3 separate regions of the Anser cygnoides genome follow, and regions 1 and 2 are each linked to region 3. A link is a contact called in public Hi-C data. All regions are on one chromosome and are shown on one strand. The core of a region is the stretch at or near the end of the contact, and the rest is flanking DNA. Distances in the headings are between cores, read along the strand shown. Region 1 holds the start of LOC106041535 (flavin containing dimethylaniline monoxygenase 3). Region 2 holds the start of ALDH9A1 (aldehyde dehydrogenase 9 family member A1). Region 3 holds the start of RXRG (retinoid X receptor gamma).

The links. A called contact is a pair of places that touch in the nucleus more often than the background predicts.
Region 1: a contact with region 3 is called in a Hi-C map of liver, with 2.7 times the contacts expected there. The contact joins the promoter of LOC106041535 here to the promoter of RXRG in region 3. A contact is called at or near these places in 2 of 7 Hi-C or Micro-C datasets (both in liver).
Region 2: a contact with region 3 is called in a Hi-C map of liver, with 1.9 times the contacts expected there. The contact joins the promoter of ALDH9A1 here to the promoter of RXRG in region 3. A contact is called at or near these places in 2 of 7 Hi-C or Micro-C datasets (both in liver).

The regions. Positions count from the first base shown.
Region 1 is chr8:10,824,131-10,829,097 of Taihu_goose_T2T_genome, reverse strand. LOC106041535 (flavin containing dimethylaniline monoxygenase 3) reads left to right here and starts at 3,409. Exons shown (of 9, transcript XM_013190066.3): 1 at 3,409-3,534; 2 at 3,635-3,772. The coding sequence starts at 3,641.
Region 2 is chr8:11,589,776-11,594,203 of Taihu_goose_T2T_genome, reverse strand. ALDH9A1 (aldehyde dehydrogenase 9 family member A1) reads left to right here and starts at 1,691. Exons shown (of 11, transcript XM_048080212.2): 1 at 1,691-1,936; 2 at 2,457-2,602; 3 at 3,646-3,775; 4 at 4,080-4,214. The coding sequence starts at 1,756. It overlaps TMCO1 (transmembrane and coiled-coil domains 1), which reads left to right. Exons shown (of 7, transcript XM_048080300.2): 7 at 1-57.
Region 3 is chr8:11,170,505-11,175,012 of Taihu_goose_T2T_genome, reverse strand. RXRG (retinoid X receptor gamma) reads right to left here and starts at 1,440. Exons shown (of 10, transcript XM_013190163.3): 1 at 1,305-1,440. The coding sequence starts at 1,401.

The DNA.
Region 1 (4,967 bases), core at 2,160-4,659, 350 kb after region 3:
GGTCACTGCCTTCCTGCTCCAGGGGGGTTAAACCAGATGCCTTCTGCTCAGGTATGCATCTCCCGAGGACAAAAGGGAACAAAGGGTTTGTTAGCAGGAATTATGTGCCTGATAGATCCACCAAGCCTGTTTCAGGAAGGTGTGATCACAAAGCACCCTGGAGCAGTTTTGTGCTGAGACTTGAGCCTCTGGTGTCTGGTTGCCTGTGTGAGGGATGGGTTTGTTCCTCCCTGGCCGGAGCCTTCTGCAAAAAGTGAAGCTGGGGGCAACCAGAATGGCTCAAATCTTACAGTCCCATCCTGGGACTCACCTTGGTGCTTCAAGCAAGGCTGGTACGGATGTGATGGAGGACAGCCCTGGAGAGGTCTCTGGTGAAGCCCAGGCAGAGCAGGGATAGGGGACACAGCCAGGAGGAAGGGGACTTCTTGAGCACATCCGTAAGGAAGCAGTAATACTTGGGATGAATCCCACATGTGGGAGTAAACCCCATGGCTTGTCCATGTCCATGGTGCCTCAGGCCACTGCAGATCTGCAGCAGTGGCAGTCCCCTGCGTGTCACCGGTGCGAGCAGGGCATTACCCCCGTGGTTAGCAAAGGCATTGGATGCGCATGTCCTTGGGGACCTTCACTCCTCCAGCCAGATTGTATAAGGCTTAGAGTGGTGCAGGAGCCAGGTAAACACTCGAGCCCATTTATGCCAGGTGATTGCACAAGAAAAGGGCAATCCTGTGTAATTTCCCGGAGCCAGGTGCCTCTGAGCACCTACACCATGGCCCTGAGCTGGGCAGCCTGCAGGAGCTGCAGTGGAGGTGGGACTCCACGTGTGAGAGACAGTGAGGCCACTGCAGCTTCTCCTGGGGTTTCTCCTCCTGGAGAAGGCAAGGAGATGGACTGGAGGTCTACAGGACAGCCAGCACCAGGACTGGGTGGTAGTGGTGGCGTTTAGAGGAGAGCTTTTACCATCAAGAGATGTCTTCAAGACAGATTTTTCCTATTGCAGTTGCTACACCTAATAAGGATTTCTTGGGCTTTTTTTGGGGGGTTAGCCCTGTCTGGAATGGTTTTGGTTGCACTTGTAGCAGAGATGAAAGAACCTGGGGCTTCTGAAGAGGAGCTGCCCCAGCTCAGAGCTGACCGAAGAGGGTTAAGAACAGCAGAGATGCTTTGGTTTGCTCCATCCATCAGCCCAAATCCGATGGGAATCCTCCTGCAGCCCTTTCCTGGAAGGATTTTGCCTGCAAACAAAAATGGGGAGGGGTGCAGAAAAGGAAATGAAAAATGTATCTTTAACCACACTCGAGACAAATGAGGGATCTGCCTGGAAAGCGCTCGGCTGCAGTTAGTGCGGAGCAGAAGGGAGGTGGGCGCTCCTAGTTCCTGCCCTACAGCTGCTGATTTATTGTCCCTGGCGTGCAGGGCCCCGCCAGCCTGCGGGATGTTTCCCATTTGGCACTTCAAAGATGGGTGAACAATGGAGTTGTGCTTCAAAAGGGGATGGCTGCTGGCCCCTGGGACCCGGTGAGGCTTCGGTGCCTTGGGGAAATTTTGTTCGTCTCGAGCAGCACCGGGAGCCTGTCCGCAGCTCGGGGGGCTGTGCTCCCCGTGGGCATCCTGCCCTTCGTGACCTGTCCTTCAGACGATGTTCCCCTCTCTGTGGGTCCAGCTTTTTGCACAAAGGCAAAGCGGGCTGCGAGCTGTGTCCCTGTGAGATGTCCCCTCTGTAGGAGCCGTAGCGTTGTGCTCAAAGCCACCTCCGACCTCAGCAGCACGCTGCTGGTGAAAGAAAGCTTTGGGCTGGAAAAGGAGGATTTTGTAGGTGGGACCGCTTTTACCCTGTTATTGCTCTTCTGGAGACTGAGAGCTGCCTTCTGCTGCTTCTTTCCTGTGGTGCGTGATAAAAAGTCCAACAGGAGTCTGCAGCTGTTGGGCAGAGGGACTTTGGTGCCATTAGAAATGTTAATTTTTTAAAACTATATTTTTTGCAGACTATTGCACATCCTAACTTCTCTCTCTTTCTCTGCCTTTCCACACCTGAAGCTTTTTCCATCCCTTTGTGTTTTCCCATTCTGGAGAGGAAAAATGGAGCAAAACATCCAAGATCTTTTATTTTTGAGGAAAAGGGCAGCTGGGAAATGATGAGCTGAGAAGGAGGGCACCTTTGTTCCCCTCCCTCTGCCGTAGGCTGATGCCTCCTGTCCCTGTGCCAGGGCACGGAGCAGGCACTGTCGTCCTCTGTGTGTCATTTTCTAACAAATGTTTTCATGGGCAGAAGTCCTCCTCCTCCAGGTTGAGTCCTGCAGGAGTCACAGAGATCCACCTCTCCTCCGGGCTGGGAATCCATGAGACCAGCTTGGCAGCTTATTTGCATTAAGTCCACTTAATCGTGACTCCAAAACTGCTCTTTTGGAAACCCGAACCAATTTGCTAGATAGTGGAAAAATGAGCAATTTCTTCTTCTGTTCGGTTGCTCAATCATTTTTCTGGCATTCTCCATTCTATTTCATTTGAAGTCAACTTAGGATGAATTAAGTGTCCAGCTTCGACAGCTTTGGAGGCTCCGGCAGCAGCAGCCCGCGGACTTCCCAGCACGTGCACTCACCAGCTGAGCTGTTCTCCCTCCGGAGGCCAGGACTTGATGGATGGGCTCACACAATGAATTAAGCATCGCTGCAGAGTGCGGAGCTGGATTTGGGCTTGCAAGCACACTTCTCCACACTTGCCTGTGTTTTGTCCTTTCCCACAGATGTCCTCGGAGGCACATTTGCCCTGTTTATTAGAACTGGGGATTTGAGGCAACGTGGAAATGTGGTCCAGAGAAAATCCATATGAACTTAGAGAAAACAAACCCAGACAGTGAGTTACTTGCAGAAAGTCCCGTGCTTGGGGAACCTGGACCGTTGTGTGACGTGGCTGGGAACTGCTTGGCTCTGGCAACGTGTGTGGAGACCATGGCGGCGAGGGGAGAAGGCAGGATACAAACCACAGCTTTCCCTGATGGTCTGCTGCTCCTACAGTCGCCTCTACTCTGCCCACACATTATTAATGGACTACTTATTTCTCCAGATCTACTCTGCCCACACATTGTTAATGGACTACTTATTTCTCCAGTTCTTCACTGTCTGAGGATGAGCCTCCCCAGACAGCCTCCTCGGTGGCCCTGTGGGCGAGAGGCCCCCGTTTCCATCGGCTGCTCTCAACCACTCGGGCGTCGCCGTGCCGCTTTGCAGAGGTGCCTTTGGAGATACTGGGAGCAGCCGCCTGGCGACCTCTATCTTGGAAACCATTTCAATCCAGGGCTTTATTTCCTAATTTCAGAGCTCTGAGCCCACAGCTCCTCCTCAAGTTACAGCTGGGGGTTGCTAAAGTCCATGCAGCGCGAGTCGCTCTCGTCCAAAGAGAGGCCGGGCTCTGGCCCTGCCTCCCCAGCAGCGCTGTATAAAAGCTTTGCTCTTTGCAGGAACCTCCTCCTGAGCCCCAGCTCCTCTTCTCCCACAGCCTCAGCTCACGGCTCTCACCTCCCTGAGGGCTGCACAGGTAAGCGAGGATGGATGGAAAACCTCACAGGACTCGTAGGGAGCAGGGCAGGGTGGAGGCGGGCGGCCCCACGCCGTGACAGCTGCTCTCCCCACCACAGGACACCATGGTGCGGCGCGTGGCCGTGGTCGGCGCGGGCGTCAGCGGGCTGGCGGCCATCAAGTGCTGCCTGGAAGAGGGGCTGGAGCCCACCTGCTTCGAGAGGAGCGAGGACATCGGCGGGCTGTGGCGCTACACGGTGAGAGAGGCTCGGGCCGCGTGGCCTTGCGGTCAGTTAGGGTTTGGGGTGGGGATGGTGGCTTCAGGAGCAGCTCAGGGAAAGGAGCTGAGCAGGTTAAAGCATGGGGGAGGTGAAGGGGGGAGGCGTTGAGGACAGAGTTTGTTCTGGGTGATGCAAAATGTTTGACTCGGATCAAAGCACAAAGCCTATAGCTGTCACGCCTGACCTCTGGATGCTTTCTGGACCTCAGGAGGGATGCTAGACCCAGTCCTGCACCCTATCCCCTGAGCTGCTTCTTTCCCTGGCTCCTAAACGCAGGTGTAACCAGCTCCTAAATGCCTGGGTTGAGGCAAGCCCTCCTACCTGGCCCTTTAGGACATGTCTATGCTTTTAGGGGGTGATTTGGTTACTGCACTTGATGGCTTTGGGGTGTCTCTCTGGCCCCAGCCTGGCGGTGATGGTATCTGCAAGAGTTGGTTTAAATTTTAACCCAGAATGTTTTGGGGATGGAAAATCACTGGACTGAGCAGGTTCAGCAAATCATTGATCTGCTTGCTCGTTCTGAGGAAAGTTGGCAAACCAAAACCCTCAGAGAGACTCTTAATTTGACAAGATTAAAATAAAACAGTTGTGGGTTTTTTTTATATATTTTATTTATTTATTTAATGTAAATAACTTTCTGTTCTTCAGTTTTCTTCAGCATTCTTCAGGTGCTTTTTTAGCCACTTTTAACTGAAAAAAGTCAATTTTGTGACAGTTTTGCATGAGTGAAATGTTGCTTTATGTATTACCCCTTTGGCTTGTTAAGGAAGTGGAAAACATTGCACATCTGCTGGGTTCTGCCTCCCAGGTGGGTGAATCCACAGAGAGGTGGTGAAGCCCAAAATTTGTCCCCTCTGCAGGTGTGTGTCCATCCCCTAGTACGACCTGGGCAGCGCCTTGTCCTGAGGGGCATAAATCCCAGCCAGAAATGCCATTAGCATTAGAATAGCAGCTTTGAATCCCGTGGCATCCAAACAAGAGCACTGTGCAATCTTGTACATGTGGGAATCTGCGGTTTTTGGCAGGGATCTGACCCCTACTCTGTCACAAGCTCTTGGCCTGTTGGACCAGAAGCTTGGAGAGCAGATTTAGGGCAGTTTCACAGACAAAGTATTTATCTTTGCCACGCATGGTGCCTGGATTTTGTTAATTGAGCAGTAGAGCAATAAGC
Region 2 (4,428 bases), core at 442-2,941, 420 kb before region 3:
ATAACTTGACTTTTTGTTTCTGGTGTTTCTGAGAAATAAACGGCATGGGCATGTTGATTTAGATGTCTGTTAATTGTGCTGTAGGACAAGTAGAACTACCTTCATGTAGCACAGTTGGCTTCAGTTTATGGCATGGAAATCAATTAAGATATCACGAACGAGATCTTCAAACCAGCTTAGAAAACTTGGGACAGTTGTGCTGAGAGGCGTCCCTTGTCTTAGACCTACTGGCTGCACTCCTGTGTAGTGGAGAGCTGGGCAAGGAGGTGTGCTTAGTTCTCCTGTGTGTAACTTCCAGTGTTCACGGTGAGGTTTTTTTTTTTCTTTTATTGGCTCACGTGGCTGGGGGCCCAGGAACCTGCCCCTGTGCCAAGCTGCTCTTGGAGGTTGCAAGTACTGCTGGATGTCTGCCCGTGTCTTCCTGGCAGGGTACAGTGCCACAGAGATTTGTAGCGTTGTGCAGCTTCTGTTAAAGTTGCTTACTTAAGCAGAATCTGCTCAACTGCAGAAACAAACCTGGCCTTCAGTTTAATGAGTAAACTGTTAGATTATATCAGTGCTGCCCACTGCTACTGAACCCTTTTTATTGCCTGAGCGGTTAGGACAGCTGCATTTTTGTTTACTGATCATCGGTCCATTTAGCAGTATGAATCTTAAAAATGCTTCCTTCATAGGCCAGTAAGTTCCCTATGCTGCCTTCCACTTTGCCAAATAATTACCTGGTTCAGTCCTGTTGGCCAGGCCTTGTTTAAAAGGGCTGAATAAATTTTGCTGCTGCTCTCAAGTTAGACTGACGGCTTTCTTGAAGCGTTGTGGTACCTGTAGGGGCTACTGATTCCTCGCTTCTGTGACCAGAAGCATATAATACAGAACATTTTACTAGGAGGCTTTGACAAGGTGCAGGGCACGGGGATAAATCTGAAATGCCTCGTGGCAGTGTGGAGCATGTGTAACACCACATTAAATCCTACGTCTTGGAGCAGCACGGAGCACGAGGATGCTGCATTTTTGACACAGTTGCATCTGGTGTAGGTGCAGCCTTCCCCAGGGAGCAGCCGTGGTCGTGTAAGTCCTCAGTTTCCTACGTGTGGCCTCTGTGTGATGGCCTGATCCTGCTGCAAAGCCAGAAACTCCCAAACCTGCTGCACCAGCTTTGGTGAGTTAGTTTATTCCGCAGCATACGGTCATCAGATCCAGCAGGGCGAGTGGGGAGAGCTGTGAGAGCCGAACTGACAGAGTGCAACGACAGCGTGCACCCCAGGGGGCTGGGAGGTGCTACGTGCACCCTGCCCTCCCAGACCCTGCCTCAGCCCCGCGCTGCCTTGGGCCGAGCACACGTTGCGATATGTTGCATCGCACCGCGTGTTACCGCTTTGTGAGGGCGGCGCTCGCACATCCAGAGCTTACCCGAAAATTATGGCTTCGTCGCTGTGGTGGGGCTCGCTGCCTGCTTGGTGCAGCAGGTCTGTGGGGTGGTTAATCCTGACACAGGGAGAACAACTCTCGAGGTCTGAATTCTAAGAACCCACAAAATGTACTGGGGGGGTACACGCCTGCCTTTTGGGGGCAGGAAGAACGGTTTCGGTTCTATCACTTTTTACACCCCCGGAGCCCTCCGAGCCGCGGGGGGGCGCCCGGGGCCGGGGCCGGGCCTGCCGGGGGGGGCGGTGCGGGGCTCGGGGGGGGGGGCTCCCCCCATTTCTCCGCCACCGCCGAGCGGGGCCGCGGATCTGCCCCGAGCCCGGCTGCCGGCCCATGGTGCCGCGGCCCCTGCTGCAGCCCCTCGTGCCCCGGCTCCGCCGCCTGCTGCCCGGCCTCGCCATGAGCAGCGCCACCGGCTCCTTCTCCCTGCAGCAGCCCCTCAACTACCGGGGGGGAGCCCGGCTGCAGCCCGCCGACGGTGGGCAGGTGGAGGAGGTGTACGAGCCGGCCACAGGTGGGGACACGCGTGGGGACACGGCTCTGCTGGGGGCTGGCCGTCCCGGGGGGCGGCCCCGACCCCCACGTCCCCCCAGCCCCTGCAGCCTGGGACTGGCTGTGACCGTCCGCCGAAGCAGCCGGGGTCTGGCTCAAATGATTTCCAAATCAATTGGTTTTTCCTCGCCCGGGTTTCGGCAGGCCCCATGCAAGGTGGCGAGGGGCTAACGGAGCCGAAGAACGCACAGCGGGGTGCTGGTGGCGGAAGCTCAAGGGGGGAGAGCGAAGAGATTTGTGATGCTGGGAGCTAATTAGTAACTGGGACATGGGTGTGGGAGAAGGGTCTTAATGCAAGCCCTTTAAACCACAACACCTCTTCAAGAAACCAGTCACAAATAAGTGGGTTTTGTTTGGAACCATTACGTTCGTAGCCTGGTGCGGGTGGTGGGACTGAGATCTTTGCCGCAAGATAAATCGTATTTTCTGTGCCCTTTCTCTGACACGAACATCTCCTTTGTTTCCATTTTAAATGTGCCCAGGCCGAGTGATAGCCAAGCTGCTGTGCTCCGGGGAGAAGGAGGTGGACCTGGCCGTGCAGAGCGCGAAGGCTGCCTTTAAAGTATGGAGCCAAATGTCGGGCATGGAGCGGTGCCGGGTGCTGCTGGAGGCCGCCAGAATTATTCGGGTATGTCGGGGGGCTCGCGTCACGTTTTGTCTGCCAGCATTTTCGTGGATTAAGGCGGCTGCTGGGGGCTGCGGTTCCAGCGGCACCTCCAGAGCTCGGGGAGGTAAAACCCCACCTTTGACCAGCAGAGACAGTTGGTTGCCTTGGGCAGGGCACCCAGTCTTATCAGTCTTAGTTCAAGGCCGGTGTGTGCTACAGCACCTTTTCTGCTTAATTCTGGCAGGAGACACAAAGCTGAAGCAATCCAGTCAGGACCCTGCAAGGCATGCGATTTACAAGCTGAAGCTGCGTAGCTGACACATTCTTGAACTTTAGGATTTCGGACCCTGTTGTCACGTGGCAGAAGCATACGTTGTTTTAGCAATAAGAAAATGTAGGAGTGCTTTTTTTTTTTCCCTTAGCAGATAATACGCGTGGGGAGAGGATACAGATATGCTAGCTTTGTCACAAACTTGTTTGTGAGATAACACGTTCTTGGACCTCAAAGTAAGATGTGAGATAACACGTTCTTGGACTTCAAAGTTAATCCCCGTTGAGGCACAGGTCTGTAAGAAACCGGACCTCGCCCCAGCGTGTACATGCGATGAGAATACTGTTTTCTCTTTCTGCCAGACTTCTGCAGCAGGGTAATATTTCTGCCTGGGAGATGGTCTGTTAAAGGATGCTTCCCAACTCTGCTGCTTTGCCCGTCTTTTGCTAAGTCCTCTGGGTCGGTTTTGGTCTTGCTGTTTGCTGTCTCCCCACCTTAGTCCTGTGAATTCCAGTCACTGTTTACCAGCTGGCTTTTCAGCTCAGGTTTGCTCATCTTTCAGATAAACACGGCTGTTAAGCAAGACCAGACTAGCAGTGAACCCCAGCAGCTCTCTGTTTGGCATTCTCTTGTGGTCGGTTGCCTCTGGCGAATTGATAAATGACAGTTGGGAATGTATCTTAGATAAAATGATTACTCGAGGCAGAGCCTGGCTTGGAGGTTGCATGCTTGGGATGCAGCTAGCTCCTTGTGGCTTCTCTGATGCGCTGTCGTTGTGCTGCGCTCCTCACAGGAACAGAGAGACGAAATTGCCACCTTGGAAACCATCAACAATGGGAAATCCATCTTTGAAGCCAGAGCGGACATTGACGTATCCTGGCAGTGCCTGGAGTATTACGCAGGGCTGGCAGGATCTCTAGCTGGTGAGAACTTTATGGGAGTTGGCTCTTTATTCTCTGTCCTGCCTCTTGTCTTCTCTGCTAACTTCCATGATACAAGACCATTTTTGGTGCCGATTCCTCTAAGAGAAGGACTGCTCCTTTTTCTGAAGGTCTTGGGAGAATTTTCAGAGCTGTCTGCCTAATGCTGCCATGCTCTGTGAGCTTGTCGGGGTAAAAGCCGTGTGTGTCTGTTCCCAGTCTAAGTGGGATCTGGGCCCTGAGCCTCTGATTAAACAGGAAGGGGCTTTGTTCTTCTCTTATTTCTGTCTGTCTGTCTTCCCTGCAGGTGAACACATCCAGCTTCCTGGGGGATCCTTTGGGTACACTCGCAGAGAGCCCCTGGGTGTGTGCGCTGGGATCGGAGCCTGGAATTACCCTTTCCAGATTGCCTGCTGGAAGGCTGCCCCGGCCCTGGCTTGCGGTATGGAGACTCTGTGCCCATGCAGGCTTCCCTCTGAAGCCTTGTGGTCCTGCGGGGGAGAGTGAGATTTGGGGGACAGAGAACTGACTAGGGCCGCCTCGAAGGAGGCGTTGAAGGACTAGCAGAGCCTTCAGGCAGGAAGGGAAAGGAAATGGAAGGGGGAACCTGGCAGGTGCTAAGAGGGCAGGGGACACATCAGGAGAAAGACTGATTG
Region 3 (4,508 bases), core at 191-2,690:
GCAGCACCCCATAATTCCTGGGCGAAACAGTGCGTCCACCTGCTGCTGCAGCTGTTATTAACGGCCAGGAAAATCGATTCCAGCGTTGTGCCACTGGCTTACCCGATAGACAGGAATCATCCGAACAATGTATCATCTGATGCTAATTAAATTCCATATCGATACGGATACATGACATATATTTACTAAGCAAGAAGCAAGAGACATTGCTGTTTTAAATCTTATGTGACTTGGAAATATATAAAGGCAACTCAATATATTCCCCGTGCTCAGGATATGGTTGTACATATACCGTAAAGAGCTCACATGCAGTGGAGGTAGTGAAATACATTGGGTCAGTTCGAAACACAAACTAGGTTCAAACAAATCTGAAATGAACAAGATTATTTTGACAATTTCTAGTGGAATTCTCAACATCAATTCTCTCTCTCTCCATACATACACATATATATGGAAATGTATATGTATATATGCACACACATATTAAATACATTTGACCAAATATTTATCCAAGGAGACTTTCAGTTTTTGGAGAAACAGCCCTTTGTTAAAAGACTTATTCTCAAAGAAAATTCATGACTAACTTTACGCTTAACTTCCACCCATCCTTTATTAACCTTTATGAGCTGATCCCCACAACTCCTTTAATATGAGCCGTTGCAGGCCTCAACCCTACGTGCAGTGTCCCTTTCCACACCCTGAATGCCCTCCACTTCAGGAGGAAAGCACAGACTCACAGAAAACAGGTCTGGAAGGGACCTGGTAAGCTCCTCTCACCCATCTTCCTCCCCAAATCAGGACATGGGGCGGTCAGTGATGGAGCTGCCACCTCCTCCCCAGCCCAGCTGTCCCTTCATATCTCCTCCACTCCGTTAAATAGTTCTTCCCAGTGCCTAACCTGTTTCTTCCCTCCTACATCAGAAGTTCATCATTTTATAACTTGCCCCTGGTGTTGAAGACTTCTGCTGCTCCTCTCTCCTCTCCTCACTGAGCAGCAGTAGCTGCTCAGCCTTTCTTTGAAAGCCCTGACCTCCAGCCCTCCCACCATCCTTGAGACTGACTTTCCTGCAGATCCACGTGGCTGCGCCTCACAAAGACAAGTCCCCTACACCTGCTATCAGAACTGTACCTCTCCTCGTCAAGCTCAAGAAGAAACTATTGCTGAAGGAACAGGAGAGAGCAGTAGAGCGGTTTCTTTCCAAAACCTGCACCTGAATTAAATTCCCATTGAGGCTCAGCCCAGCTGGCATCCCGCATTGCAGCTCAGCACGACCTATTCGCACGAGGACAAAGCAAGGACTTACAGAAGTGAGGGAAGGAGCCCGTCTCCAGGGAATAAGGAGCCTGCGTGCCCGGCTGCATTTCCAACCTGCGTCCTGGCTCTTCAGAGGACTCAACCATGAAGGGAGGTTTGGGATCAGCTCTCCCATCCACGCTGGGCTGTTGGAGAAGGAGAGGATCAGAAAGAAAGGAGTGTTTGTGCATGACACAGCAGCATCCTCACGATCTGTCCTAAGTTACAAATTTACCTCCCAGACCTTGACCAGGGCTGGGGTTTCCTGTGTTTGCTCTTGGGCTCCTGTCCCTTTGGACAACAGGAGGTGTTGCAATGCCGGGGGGAGGGCTGGCTGCGAAAGGCTGCGCGACACAAAGGAGATGGTCCAAAGCAGCTCTGCTGAGAATTTGCCTCCTGGAAGCAATTCCTTTTCTAAACCTGGCTTCTGATGGAAGAAAACCAAGCAAACAACTGTCATCCCATCATGAGCAGCCTTGGGTTGTACCCAGCCTGTCTGACTTCAGACTGCGATAGCTGCTGTCCTTTGAACTCTTATCACAGCTCCATAAGTCGCCCATCTCGGTTCTGCTTTCCTCCTCCTCTCTTCTTTTCTCTCTGCCAGGTGCCCTTTTTTCTCCCATCTGCAAACATCCTCACTCTACAAGATAAAAAACTTTGCAGTTAGGAAAGTAATGGTGCTAGCCACCTTGCTGCTGGACTCCGGGGGAGACCAGGCATAGCTGGCTTTTGCCTCAGAGAAGCTGTCTGAGGACTGTGGGGGCAGGTGACAGGGGAGAAATGTCCTACATGCATTCCTGCGCCATGTCCTTGGCTGTGTACAGGTGACCTGGACAGACCCTTGTCTCCAGAAGGCTTTCAGAAGACAACCAGCCTGTGCTGCAACCAGTTTTTCTTGTGCTGAAGTTTGAGCCCCTGGCTCTGTCTCTGTGCCTGCTTATCTCTGTTACACTCTCAAACCCTGCGTGGGCGTCTGCCTGCATCTTCCCTCCGCGTTTCGATTTTGCTAGTCCTGATGGAGAGGAGCTACGAGCAGATGGAGAGGAGCTACAAGCAAACAACATTCCTCTCCCCTGTCTGCACTGATAATCTCGGGAACTCATCTCCTCTGTGCTCCCCTCCAGGCTGTGTCAACATCGCCGGGGTTGCGGAGGGCAGGATTGCACCGACTGTGCTGCCCCATCCCGTACGCCGTGTGCTGCCCGGCCCAGCACACCGCACCGAGAATATTCCTCTGGGGGATGAGTCAGAGCTGTGAGGGGTTTGTAAACCCCTCCCTCTCCTGGATTTCTCCATATTTACAGCAACAAAGCACGCAGGTCCCAGAGTGCAAAGTGATCTTGAGACTTCTCCTTCCAGAGGCTTTCAGAAACCAGAGGCCCTGCATTGCTGTCATCCCCTCAGATCATCAAACAGAGCATTGCTAAAGCCAAGGTGGACCACAAAGCCTCTTCCACATCAGTGCCAACCACTGGGACATCTCCCACAGGAGAAACAGCCCCAGGGAGTCCAGGCAGACAGAGCTAGCAGGGATGTCAAAGTGCTGGTTTGACTTTGCTTGCATATTCAGGGAACTCCTAATCTGAAAAGGCAGCAAATTCCCCAAATTCATGTTCTCATGGACGTGAAACCCTGTAGGGATGTCCAGATTGGAGCCAGGACGTGAGAAAAGAGACATGGAAAGACGAGGCACCCTGTGGCATCAGCTCTGGGCCTCTCTAGGAACCAGAGAAACCCCGAAAGCTGTCTGCTGTCTCTTCTCACAACAGGCATTTCCCCTCTTCCATCCTTAAACTGCCATGGGTGAGATGGAGCCAAACTCCCCTTTCTTTTACCCGGGAAGGACCGTCCAGCACCCAGAGCAGTAGTGCAGGGCTCCAGGTCCTCTCAGCCCTACCACTGACCTTGCAGATGCACTCCGGTTTGCTGCCCCAGTGCCCACAGACTGCAAGACTTCCCTGCCCTGAGCTGCTGCGCCCGGATCCCTCTCATGTTCCCTTCCCCTTCCTCAGACCAAACATACAGCAGCAGATGCCAGAGAGCGGAGCCACCCCAGAAATCAGGCTGCGGTGTTAGGTGACACGGCTTTAATATGCGACAGGAGCCAGAAGAAAGGCTGCTATGAAACACTGCTCCCTCAAAATCAGAAACCTCCACGCAGAGCACTTTGTGTGGCTGTGAGCAGGAGTAGCAGGGACGCGAACTCTGCCTGCGAGCACACAAAGGAGCTGAATCAATGTCCTGATGATACAGCCCAGCAAAATAAGCTAATGATGGACAGGACTGCAGGTTTTCATATGTGAGGGAAGGATTTACAGTGATACCAAAGGAATTATTTCAGCCCCGCAGTGGCAATACCCACCCGCTTCCTTATTATATTTTATTGATCTTGCCCTAAATACATGTGGCTGGAGGAAATGATGCATAAATTACTAACGAGTTAATTTCTTGCTCCAACACAGACTCACAACAGCCCTTTGAAGGGGAACCAGGAAAGACAATGTGTGAAAGGATAAAGGCAATGAGACAAGCTTGGATGTAATAATCCCATGTGAATGATTATTGCTGCAACTAATGTAATCTAATAATGAAGAATTTACGCCAGATGTCCCCCAGAATATGCCAGGCAGACTCGGGATTCAGCAGTGGATCCATTTCTAAGGAAACCTTGTTAGGAGGAAAAAAAATGCTGTTGTTTGTTTGTTTGTTTTTGTCAAGCAAGAGGCTGTAGACCTTTACAGATGGAGTCACAATAAAAGCATGCCGTGCAAAGCTTCCTGGGAGCATGTTCATTAGGCCTGATTGCAAATTTGTTTTCAGGTGAAGTTGAAGATGTTGGGTTTAGCTTATACAGCTCCTAACAATCTGGGACCAGCCTGTTTCAAAAGCCAGCCCTTGCCCCAAGCCAGAGCTGACACCAGGGTTTCCCCTGCGTCTCCCTAGGGTGTGGAAGGAGGCGCTGGGAGGGCAAGTGAATGAAGAGTGGAAAATCACCTCCTTTTTTTTGTTTTCAACTTGCATCCTTCCTGCTCCCAAAGGATCCTGGACAAGAGCTCCATCCCTGTCCCAGGGCACAATATAACCCATACAGCCCTTCCTCCTCACACGCTGCAGCATATAGGGACACCACATAGAAGGGAAAACACAGAGAGCTCTGCACCAGAGGTGCACCATGGCGAAGCCATGCTGCAGTGTAATAGGACCAACTTCTCCT